Regions from separate parts of the Sus scrofa genome. Here region 1 is linked to region 2. Evidence: chromatin contacts called from public HiChIP or PLAC-seq data. All regions are on one chromosome and are shown on one strand. Each heading gives the region's core, a stretch centred on a gene start, on an enhancer-like site or on the middle of the called end of the contact. The rest is flanking DNA. Distances are from core to core; before and after follow the strand shown. Region 1 overlaps DAAM1 (disheveled-associated activator of morphogenesis 1). Region 2 has its middle 57 kb from the start of DAAM1.

Evidence for each region. HiChIP or PLAC-seq counts read pairs in DNA pulled down with a chosen protein or histone mark.
Region 1: a contact with region 2 is called in an H3K27ac HiChIP or PLAC-seq map of skeletal muscle. The contact joins two enhancer-like sites. A contact is called at or near these places in 5 of 47 Hi-C or Micro-C datasets (embryonic fibroblasts, heart right ventricle, liver and 1 more) and 1 of 2 datasets of contacts at active chromatin or transcription factors (skeletal muscle).

The regions. Positions count from the first base shown.
Region 1 is chr1:188,390,595-188,397,069 of Sscrofa11.1, forward strand. The region is part of intron 1 of DAAM1 (disheveled-associated activator of morphogenesis 1); the gene reads left to right. Among named protein-coding and RNA genes, the nearest start is that of DAAM1, 58 kb to the left of the region's middle. Within about 2 kb of position 3,962, at least 38 of the 83 cell types and tissues checked have an H3K27ac peak or open chromatin away from gene starts, as enhancers often do. A contact at or near this core is called in skeletal muscle, where this site is marked.
Region 2 is chr1:188,275,298-188,281,023 of Sscrofa11.1, forward strand. No RefSeq gene overlaps it. Among named protein-coding and RNA genes, the nearest start is that of DAAM1, 57 kb to the right of the region's middle. Within about 2 kb of position 2,379, at least 8 of the 83 cell types and tissues checked have an H3K27ac peak or open chromatin away from gene starts, as enhancers often do. A contact at or near this core is called in skeletal muscle, where this site is marked.

The DNA of each region.
Region 1 (6,475 bases), core at 2,712-5,211, 120 kb after region 2:
TGTTTTATACTGTGGGGCCCCTAACACTTATTAATACATTCACCTGTTGAAAGACATTTAGATATTCTCTGTTACAAATAATAAATCCTGTTTTCTTTCTTATAATCTTGTAGTGAACACCCTTTTTAATATACCTCTTTGCTCATGTGTGAGTATATCTGTAGGTTAATTCCTAGGTGTGGAATCAAGGAATTTGTAGATGTGGATCAGATGGCCCATTGTAGGGCATGTTTTTTTTTTTTTGTTTTGTTTTTTTTAAACTGGTCTTCTCTTCCAACTACCTTGTTCCTCCCCAGTTATAAAAAGGTTTATTCTGATTTTGGAGGGTTATACATCTTCAGTGCTTATGGAGGTTCCTAGCATGATAGGGAAACTCCACATCAAAGCTTTATTTCTCTCAGTCTCTTTTTTAGTGTTGTGTCCTTGGAAGTTAGTCTCATAGGCTGACATGACAGTCCTGCTTTGCTTCGCATCATTAGAGGCATGTGCGTCTCTTGTGAAGGGCTGGGAGATTCTGATTTAAGGGCAGAATCTCCCAGAGCCACACAGTACCTGAGCAGGTGGGGGCCAGAGTACATCTTTATTGCCTTCTTTCTCCACTTGAAGTTGCCTTCAATGGAAGCTTTTACTATCATCTCTCCATAAGCCTCTATTGAAGAATTATTATGGAAAATTTATAGGTAGGATTTTTATGAAGGGTAGGGTTCCTCTTCCAAAGTGAGTTTCAGTTTTCATAGTGTGACTCCATCATCTGTCCTAATTATTTCTGGGTGGCTGCCCTCTTCTTCTTGTGAGCAGGACACATTGGGAACAGCCCAAGCGTAGGTGTGGTACTGGCCTTGCCCCAAACGGGCCCCTCAGAGCAGCAGGCATGTAGGGAGACTCAGCATCTATCTAGTAAACAGCTCACCACACTCTAATTGTGAATTCAGGAATCACCACATACTTAGCTTTGCATAAATATTTTTCACATCTGTGTTGGCAAACTGTGGCTATCTCCACACTTGTTCAGAATGTTCTTTCTGAGGCAAAACTGTGAAAGCCAGTGGCTCCGGGTGCTTACAGTAGGTTTTCTGCCTTGGTGACCAATTCTCAGTGACTTTCTGGGCAGATGACATGCTTTCAGATGTTGAAAGTAGCATAACAAATAGATGAGATCAGTGACTGAGGAAAATGTGAAGGGGAATCAGGTCAGTGTTGCACATGTCAGCATCCTAGTGGTGACTCAGTTGGGTGTGCTATGTGGTAGTTTTCTTGTAAGCAGTTGGATTGAAATAGTAAACCTGTAGAATGCTTCAAAATATATAGGAGGCTAATTTTTTTTAATGCCTTTTCCACACTGCCCCCATACCCTCAGAGAATTTCCCACAATTTGCAGATAAGCTGACTAACCTGCAGAGCCCTTGATTTAGTGGTGACAACTGCCCTATAGAGATTAAACCAGCTTCATTCCAGGAATTTGTTCTGCTGATATACACAGGAATGTCAGGGAAAGGAATCCGGTTAACATATTTCTACCAAACAGTAGCAAACAAATATAAATCCACCCCTCCAGCTTTTTAACATAGTTCTCATTTCCCTTTGTTTTGTTCATTTAAAAATCCATCAGACATTTATGGAGGACTTCGGGATGCTGAAGTCTTTTTTTTTTTTTTTTTTTTTTTTTAAAGCCACTCACCAGTAGAAGGGTTAGAACTGGTATTTGAACCATTTGAACCCAGGGTCACGACTCCATGGCTGCTTGTCATATTGTATCTGCTCATCAGCTTTCCCCAACTGAAAAGCTACATATGTTGTGAGAAAGATGGGAGTTTCTTGGTTGTTACCAGCAAGTGAGGCTAATTTTAACCCAGAATTTTTTTTTTCTGCTGGGTCTTTTGTTTTATTTTCTCTTGTTGCAATTACAATAAAGTAATCTTGGCATAAAAGTAGCTAGAAGAACTGAAAAGAGGAAGGTAATCAGATAGTTTTAAGATTTGCTTTCAGTAACCATGAACATACAAATCCCTCTGGGCCAGTGTTTGTTTCTTTATTTTCAGTCCAGAGAACTGTAGTTTCCCTGAGATGTCAGGCCTCAGTATTATTTGTAGAGGCCTGTGGAGAAATTAAAATTATACCAACTTGGCCTTGGTGGTAAAATGTAGTTGTACTTTTTGAGAAGGGAGGAGACTGAACAGCATCTGATTAGTGGCTGTGAGGGTCAGTAGCAGTGCTCACTTTCCCAGGGGACCACTCTTGTGGCCTCCCTGGAGAGAGGGACTTCTGCATTACCAGGAGTATGTGTCGTGAGGCCTTGGCCTAGAGTACCCCTGTTTATCTTCCATCACACTAAACTTGGCTCTAACATTTGGAAAACACAGTTGTTCAATCCAAATACACTTGGCCCTTGAACAACATGGGTTTGAACTGAGCAAGTCCACTTCTCTGCAGATTCTTTCAACAGTGAGTGCTGCAGTCCTACTAAGCGATCTGCAGTTGGTTGAATTTTTGGATGCAGAACCATGGATATAGGAGGAACTGACTAGAAGTTATATGTGGATTTTTGGCTACAGAGAGAATCAGAATACCTCACCCCCTTGTTGTTCAAGGGTCAACTATATGTATCTGTTCACCCTCTTCTCTCTCAGAATTTGCCAGAATGAATTCAGTTATAAGGAGCTTCCAAAAAATGCTTACTAGTGTGTTTCTTTTTAGACATTATCTTTTTAATGTCATTTGAATTTTCTGTGTGAACGGCACCAAAGAGTTGGCAGCTTGTTTGGCAATATCTAAAACCTTAAGTACCTAAATCGTGGTCATGTTGGTGGGGAGACAGTTTAAGAGGCACCACATTGATCAGTAGTGGTGAGGATTCTAGTTTTAGGTGTTATATCAGGTGGGTCAGCAGAGGACCAGCGCAGGTAGACTATGGGTGATTTGATTGCTAGTGTCTTACAATGTACAGTGACTCTTCTGGTGGCTGTGATGTCCTACTGTCATATCCTTCCTGAAAGAGTTGCTAGGTGATTCAGGAAAGTCACCACTCTCCCCCACAACCCCCATTCCCAAATAAGGAGAAAAGTATTTATTTGAAAATACTTATGTAACTCAGAACATCTTCTTTCAGTATTTTAAAACATACTTAAATTTAATAAAATTTTCAGGGGAACAATAAGTAATACTCAATTGGTCCATTCTTTGAACATCATCCAAGGAAAGTTGCGGTTCTTTTACATATTTGTTAAAGGACAAAACTTGGCCTCTTGGGAGAGTGAGAGCTTTGATGTGACAAAGCTGGCCATTGAGTTGTGGCTTCTTATGTTTGTGTAACCCACACATTTCAATTTGTCATTATAGAATTTGAGTGGATCCCTAAGGTAGGGAGTTAGAAACCCAAACGGGAAAATTATTTGCATTTCTTTCAGCTTGGGTTTAAATTTGTTTATTGACTTTGTTCAGAGACCAGCCACAGGTCAGCAGGCTGAGGGCACAGGCCCCCTGGTGTGGCCATGCTTTGCTGGGGAGCTCCAGTGACACTTGGTTTGGCTCTTCTCCCAGATGATCTAGACGAGATGTCCTGGCTTCCACACTGGTTTCTGTCACATGATCAGCACAAACGTCCTGACTCCCGAGAACTGTGTTATATTGGCTTTAGGGATTTATGCCTAAACCCACAGCAAAAGTACTGAGTCATGACAGAACTGCTGTTGCCAGCTTTTCAGGGTGAAGACCCAGAGGCCCCCTCCTCTGCTCTTTATGTGAGGAGGGGCTATTTTCTGGCAGGGTCTGTGGCCTGGAACAAGTCTGTTAATTATGTGCTGGCGAAGGCTTGTTCTGGCTCAAGGGTGTGCATGGACTCCACTTGGGTTCCTTCCTCCCTTATCTTGGGAGGAAGTGGGAAAGGAAGGGGCTGATTCTGGCTTCCACTTTGCAGCCCCCCCTCCCCTGCCCCCCAACCCTGGCCTGCGATGATGCAGGCAAACACTAGGGGAGGGAGTGTACTTTGCTTCTGCTGCCCTGCTTAGACAGTGGAGCAGGAAGTGTTTCCGGGTGCCAGTAGCTCTTTTGAATGTTTGGGTTTTAGTGTCCCTGTTGATGGTGGCATGCCCTCACTGTTCTCTTGCATTGGAAAAGTCTCTGCAGGAGTTCCTGTTCTGGCTCGTGGTAACGAACCCTGCTAGTATCCGTGAGGATGCAGGTTCAATCCCTGGCCTCACTCAGTGGATTAAGGATCTAACATTGCGGTGAGCTGTGAGGTCGCAGATGCCTCTTGGATCCTGCATTACTGTGGCTGTGGTGTCTAGCCTGGGAACTTCCATATGCACTGGCGTGGCCCTAAAAAGATAGATAGATAGATAACTAAAAGAACAGTCACTGTGTTGAAAAGACCCACTGGATGAATTTCCAGGAGCCACCCCAAGAAGTGCTCTATTAGAACATCCTTTGGTGACCAAGTGTATGGGAAGGGCTATCCCTCCACTGGACACACTTACTGAGAAATGCCCTTTCCGTTTCCTGATGGAAAGGATGTTGAAACTTACGGGGAAAACGCATTCCCTTTCAAATGCTTCTCCTACAGCCTTTAGACTGCATCCCATCAGTTTTTAAAACTCCAAATAGTATTTGGCATCTGGTGTGCTTGGGAAATGAAACCAGACATGAGGAATGTGAGAGGGGAGAGAGATGGCCAAGGAAAGAAGCAAAGCAATTTTTTCCTTTCACATTCTTCTTGATAAGAGAATTTGGGTTCACAGTAACATGTTGTTGAAACCCAAATCATATGCCACGGCCCTTTGGAAAAAGGCAAAACATGAAGTAAATTGTAGCTCTGAAAACAATAGGTTTGGTGATTAAAACTCAGGGTTCCCCCAGTCTTTCTCTTTCAAGTTGCTCTTGTGGCATAATTTTCTTTCCTATCCTTCTTTTTTGTGTCTGTGACGTTGTTTCAGAAATTCCAGAGAAATTGATAATAAAGCAACAATGACAGTATTTTAGTGGTGAAATTATAATTGGAGGATGCAATGTGAAATGCTGTCAACATTAAAATAATAGACGTGGGGCACAACATATTTGGGCCCCACTGCACTTTGTGGTCCATGCAGAAATGCTCAACTGTTTAACTCACCGTCTCCTTCTTTCCCTTTCTCCAGCATGTAAGCTGTTTTCTCTATACCTCCTTTGGTTAGAGGAAAACTTTGGTAACGTGGCCAGTGAGCGAATCCCTTAGTCTGGACAGCCGTCCTATAAATGTGTGGCCTAAGTTCCTGATGAGCCTCTTAGAATGATGTATGTATCAGTGCAAATCTATCTTAACATGACCTTAAAGTTATCCCATATGCCAGGTACTGATTGTACGAAGCTTTGTGGAGAATGAACTTTGCATATCATGCACATATTGTAACTTGGCATTATCAAAAGCTAAGTATTAAAGAGGGGTTTTCTTGTGGACTATTTTTGTTCTCCAGTTAATTTTTTTAATCATCATAATCATCAACATTCCTGAAAATTTGGACGTCCTTTTTTGACTCTTATCACTTTGAGAATTTTGTTTATTTTGGTAAAGAGCAGTGCAAATGACTCTGAGCTAGGCCACAGATGGGTTAAATTTCTTATTCTTTGCAAATTGCACCTGCTCCAGAATCTTAAGTAGCTTTTTAATTGCTTCCTTGTGCACGGCCTAGGAATAGTCATCTGTAATATTATAGACCGATTGCATCTTGGATGTCCCAGAAGTGACTTCTTCCTCTTGGCACCAGTGCCGGGAGCTGAGATGAGAAGGTGCTTCCTGGTTGAGGGCCCAGCTGTCATGGTGGAATTCGTCGTTTCCCTCAGGCTGATCTGATTAAAATGGGGCCAAGACATGGAAACACAGGCCCCTGGTTTCAGTAACTATACATTTCTTCTTCATTGGACCAAAGACAACCTCACTGCCCCCTGAATGTCGCACCTAGTTGTGAGTTTTCTTCATCTCTTTCTGTAGCACCTAACACTGAGCCTGGCCTATTGAGGAGGCCCCGGTAGGATAGCTGAGTAAGTGAATACATCTTAGGAAAAGTATTCACTAAATATAAGGAGTCGGGAAAATGTCTAAAAGATTCTGTCAGTGGGTCTCTTTCCAGTGGAGCTTACTTGAGGATGGGTAGAAAACCAAGCACCAGCTAGTCTGTCCAAAAAGAAATTTCTTTCTCTAGGAAAGCTGCAGGTACCCTGAGGATGAGCCTGTTTGTAAAGCTACTGTCAACATCAGAAACCTTGACATGTGGCTAAAGAGTACTTGGTGATCTGACTGCCTTCAAATATTTTGGCAGTTGTGAAAAACAGATCTCCAGGCAACTGTGGGAAGAACACCCAGTCACACCATCTCCAAGTTCAGAGATGAGACCGTCTGTTCACTTGTGCCTTTGCCTTCAACAGACATTTACTGTGAACATACTGTGTGCCAGTGACTAAATGAAACTTGGTCCCTGTCCTTGGGATCTCATTGTTTAGTAGGGGA
Region 2 (5,726 bases), core at 1,129-3,628:
GTATGGCCCTAGGAAAAAAAAAATAAAGAACCCGATACAGTGTCCGTGAGGATGCAGGCTCAATCCCCTGGCCTCAGCCAACAGGTTACGGATCAGGTGTTGGTTGCAGACACAGCTTGGATCTGGCATTGCTGTGCCTGTGGCTTAGACCAGCAGCTGCAGACCCCTAACCTGGGAACTTCCATATGCTGCAGATGTGGTTGTAAAAAGAAAAAAAAAAAAAAAAACAATTAACCAGAAGCTCCTCAGTTTGCTTCAACAACAGCAGCAATAATTGCAATTAACTACCTGTTCTGGGTCCTTCTGTCTGTCATGTTAAGGCTCTTATGTGGTTTCAGTGAAATGAAAGTCATGATACAAGCACTGCCTCTGCCTTACTAGGTCCTGACTCAGAAAGCTTGTTAATCTCTGTGAGTGTCTCTGGCACAACTTTGCATATCTCTAGAATTCACATAGCTGGGGTAGCAGGAGCAATAAGTTGTGTGCTAGACTATTTACGGGCAAGAGAAATAACATAGTCAAATTGCACACCGTCACTGAACATCTACTTCTCTATCTTCTCTCCACCACCTCTTGAGATCGTTTTGCTAGTTAGAGCTCGTGGTTGAGAAGGCAATGGCTGACGCTACAGAGGGCAAAATGCCAGGTCAGCAACTGAACCGCTAAAGCCATATGCGCCTGCTCCATAAATGCCCATTTTTCATCTTCAGTGGGCTTCAAAGTTAAATAGCTAAGACAGAAAATGCAAAGAAAAATATGACCGCAGCAAAACACAGAAACTGCACTGTGGCTAAAATTAAGTCCTTATACCCATCATGCATTTTTAATGTGGACTTTTATGCAAATCATCTCAATGTTTAGGCAGTATTTTTCTTCATTGGTTATTTATGATGCTTTGAGCTAGAAACGTGAGCTTAGTGGGAAAGCCAGAGAATGGGATTTACTTAACAACCATAACTCTGCCCTATCATAAATGAAAAGAAGAAAGGCCATCATCTTGTTGCTCTGTGATAAATAAAAAGAAAAAGCTACCAGGATTCATCGCATCTTTGTTTTTCCTTTCCAAACCAGAATTCCCTGATACATTATATCTGATTGGTTTCTCTTCTCTATTAAAGATCCTCTGCCATTTTGTTTAGTTTAACTGTGCCATTTTATTATTGGGAATGTGAACATTAAAAAAAATCTTGACAAAATTGAAGAGCTTAATAATTAAATGTGGAGTTCCCTTTATGGCTCAGCAGAAACAAATCTGACTAGCATCCATGAGGACACAGTTTTGATCCCTGGCCTCGCTCAGTGACTTAAGGTTCCAGCGTTGCCGTGAGCTGTGATGTAGGTCACAAATGAGGCTCAGATCCCACATTGCTGTGGCTGAGCATAGGCTAGCAGCTACATCTCTGATTAGACCCCTAGCCTGGGAACCTCCATATACCACAGGAGTGGCCCTAAAAAGACAAAAAAAAAATTAAATTCTTTCAGCCAAATGAAAATAGCTTGGGGTTGGGGGGGCAGGTGCTAGAGATAAAGATAAAATTAGGTCAGAGAGTAGAAGGAAAAACGAAGAGCTTGAGAACCTCAGAAGAGAAACTGGGTCCCTAGTCTGATCAATTCTTTGGTGTTGAATTCGAGCCTCTCAAATGCAGTCTTTATTTTGGAATGTGAGTGTGAGATCCTCTAGGGGATTATTAAAGTCCCGCAGTGGACCCAGCCTTGGGATTAAGCTTCTGCAAACAAATTTGCTTGTATAAAACTGAGTAACTGAGCCCACGTGCTGAGGCTCAAGTTTGGACCATCATGTATTTGTACATCTCTCACATTAAGACAGATTTCCTAAACCAGCATCCACCCAATTCTGCCATCTTCAGAGAAGATGCAACTGATGCTAGGCTCTGTGTCCCGAAAGAAAGCATTAACCCCCTCTTCATACTGAGAATAATCCCTAGAAACACTGTAAACAGACTTAAAATGCCCAGGCTAAATAGGAAATCTGGGACCTACCAGAGGGAACTTGTGGGGCAGCTTATTTCTGTTTCAGAAGGAGATCCCATGAGTCACTCATCACCACTCCCCTGTCTAAAAGAGCCTGGTCAAGTTCTGTTTTTACCAAGCCAAGAGATTTTTGCACCCCATGGCAAATAAAATATAGCAAACAGGACACTGCAATTGTCTTGAGTGGTCTTGTCAGCCAGTTAAGCCCTCAGGAGCCATGGCTTCCTTCCCTCATGACTCTGTCCTGGTTTCAAATCATCACAGCCAGTTTCTGACAGAAGTGAATTGCATTTAGCCCATTCCTGACAGACTGTGGGTTCTTCTGCTGTCTACCTTTGGCTGAGCTTGTTCTTAAAATAGTAACTTCCTGCCTGGGCACCCTCCCTCGGAGCTGATCCACATTGCTGGGAGAGAGCTGGCCAAGAGTGTAAGCAGTTAAAGGAAACTACAGGAGTCATCATGCCCTCTGAAATAGCTCCAAAAGTGAGGCTTGGCTGGGCTGGCCCAATAGGCAGGTTAATTGTCAAGACTGAAACATTTGGATCACTGCAGCTCTCCTTGTTGTGGAGACAGAGTATAGGGACTCTGATAACAGTCAAAGACATTTCTAGAAGTAATCTATAATTGCACACTTGGATCCAGTGCTAACCATTCGTAGGTCATCAGATGCGACACCAACAAGTGTTTTATTGTTTGTTTGTTTTTTAAATAAAGTCATAGGTATTTCTTATTCTGAGTTTATTTAGTGAGTGTGTTCACTTTGTGAAACATCATGAAGCGGTCAGTCCACTTAAAATTTTATGTATTTCCACATACTTCAATAAAATGTTTGCTTAAAAAAAAGAAAAATGCAGTTGGAGTTCCTTGGTGGCTCAGCAGGTTAAGGATCCAGTGTTGTTACTGCTGAGGCTCAGGTTCAATCCTGGCCTGGGAACTTCTGCATGCCACAGGAGCAGCCAAAAAAAAAAAAAAAAAAGAAAAAAAAAAGGCAGGGAATTGCTTTAAATATTAAGTCAGCAAATTATGATCCCTGGTCCAAATCCTGTCACATACAGTTTTTGCAACCTGTGAGCTGTGAATGGTTTGTATATTTTTAAATGGTTGAAAAGGAACAAAAGAAAAAGTAATATACTTTGTGTATGTGAATATTATATGAATTTCAAAATTTGGTATCCATAAATAAGATTTTATTAAAATCACCACATCCATTCCTTTATGTACCGCCTATGGCTGTTTTGGCACTCCAACAATGAAGCTATAATTGGGGAAGAAATAGTATGAACTGCAAAGCCTAAAATGTTTATGTTATCATCCTAATATGTTATATTACATATAAACATTTGTATTTATGTCCAATCTTTTACAGAAAATGCTGACCCTCGTTCTAGATTTAAGGAGACAAAGACAACCAAATATAATCCATTATTCTTGATGGGACTGAGATCGGAAACAAAAGAGCTATAAAGGACATTTTGGGAACAATGTGGAAATTGTAAGTATGTTCTGTGTAATCAAATACTATTTTTATAACCACGGTAAATTCCTGGTGTGTGATAATGGCATGGTGATTGTTTCTGTGCTAGAACATTCTGGCTTTGGGGAGGTACATGGGGCGGCAACTTACTTGCAAATAGCTGGGGGAGAGGTACACAAAGAAGACACAAATGTATCACAAATGTGATAAAACATTAGCAAGCCACAAATCCAGGTGAATGGTATAAGGGTGTTTATCCTACTATCCTTTCCACATTTCTCTAGTTTTGAATGTTTTCAAAATAAAAGGTTGGGGGAAATAACAAACACGAACGTAAAAACGATGTTAACTTTAAAAGAAGTCAGCAGACAGGATACAAACAATTGATTGGTAGCATATGCTGAGGGCCCATCACTTAATACAAGTGGTCTGAGGTTTGCACATAAATCTCTTCAGCAGCTATACTTTGGGGGTTGTCATCTTATCAGCCAACAGCTCTCATCCTTGTGGCTTTGCTGAATTCTCCTTTCTGCTTTTTCTGAGCCAATTCCAGACTGCAAGGGGTTTACCAAAGATTTACTTGTTATTCAATCTCCGCATTTGAACCAAAAATGATAGTGTTTATCCTGTCTTTCGAGAAACTCAAAAAATTACCTCCCACATAAATGCACTTTTTAGTTTTTCCTAGTGGGACTTAGAAATCCATCATTAACTGTCACTTGGCCTTTTAAAAATTATTTAATTCCTTGAAGATTTAGTATCTCTTTAATCAGAGCAAAGTCCTAATGCACCGGTAATGATCAGTAATGTACCAGTAATTACACACCCTGTTCAACCTATATTTCATCTGTGTATTTTTATGAGAGTTTCTTTCCTAAATTATGCTTTTGTCTGTGGGCAGTGATTTTGAGGCTTAGGAACCAGCTGAGGTATAGATTATCTTTAAAGGTTGCATATGGATCTGCAAAGACTTGGGGTTTACATGAAGAAGCACTTGCAGGCAGAGGCTGCAAAGCATTTTTGGCTCTGGAATGCAGTAAATGTGATTGTCACTCTTCAGGACCAGTCCCTTGACTCCATGTCAGGTTGACTCATTGTAATATAAAAAATTAAATATTTTTTATCACAATTTGTTTTTGTCTCTGATTGTCAGGCAGAGACCATACATGTTGTGGCTTCTCAATGAAACAAAAACAGCATTTGTTTTATTAATAGACTCAGCTGGCTTCTTCGAAGCAAAACAAATCTAGATCAGGAACAAATCGTCCTTTACCCACTGGCTGAGATTTAAAACACCTCCTCCACTGTCACAGAAAGGAATGAGATTTAATTCAATGTAAACTGCACCGACCAGTTTCTAAAAATAAAATTAGAGGCACTTTAGTTGCTACAACCTTCATTCCAGGAAAATGAGCTATCCAAGTGTCTTAGATTGTTTTATGGAACTGGAGATTAAAATGATTTTTTTGGTAGACATCACGTCGGCTTCCTATTCAAATGAGTCCAGAATGAAGCTGAAGCGAATTATAGGGGAAAAAAATGAATGGCCGTTTATTGGCAGTGAAACAGCTATGTGTTGCCAATAATTTTGAAGCACATATATACACACTTTACACTCCCTTCAGATATTTTATTGGTTCTGTCCATGTAGATGGAAGGTTCTCTACAACTGATACCTCTCAACGCTGATTCCTGATGACTCAGGCTCTTTTGTGGCCGATCCACTGCTAGTCAACTCTGTATAACTCCCTGTGCCCCATCCAAGGCCAGCAGCAGGCAGTGCTATCCTCCATCTCCAAAGAGTGGAAATGAAACGTTTGGTGAGCCCTGCAAAAAGCTTTTACAATGTGAGGTGCAAAAGTTGCACAATCACATATATGTAACAGGAATAAGGCTTTTAATCTCTCTTTCTTGGTAATTTCTTTTTATTATCCAGTCCTTCTATCATTTATACTGGACATGAATGCTGAAGCTTATTGCCCCAGTGAAGAGAGGGCACCAAAAAATTTCAGGAAGAACAAAAGAATGAAGAGGCAAAAGCCTGTGTTGAATTTTATAATAGGTTCTTCCACCTATGGCAGAAGCAAGTTTAAAAGGAGAAACAAAACAAAAACCAAAAAGGTTTCTTAAGCTCCGAAAGGAAAAGAACATGAAGTGCTCAGAACATGGTGTTTATGTGATAAAGTCCAGTGTCATTTTCCTGAAAAGATAAGAAAACTTGAGGGAGGGAGCTGGAGAGACCTTGGAGAGTGAAAAGGCT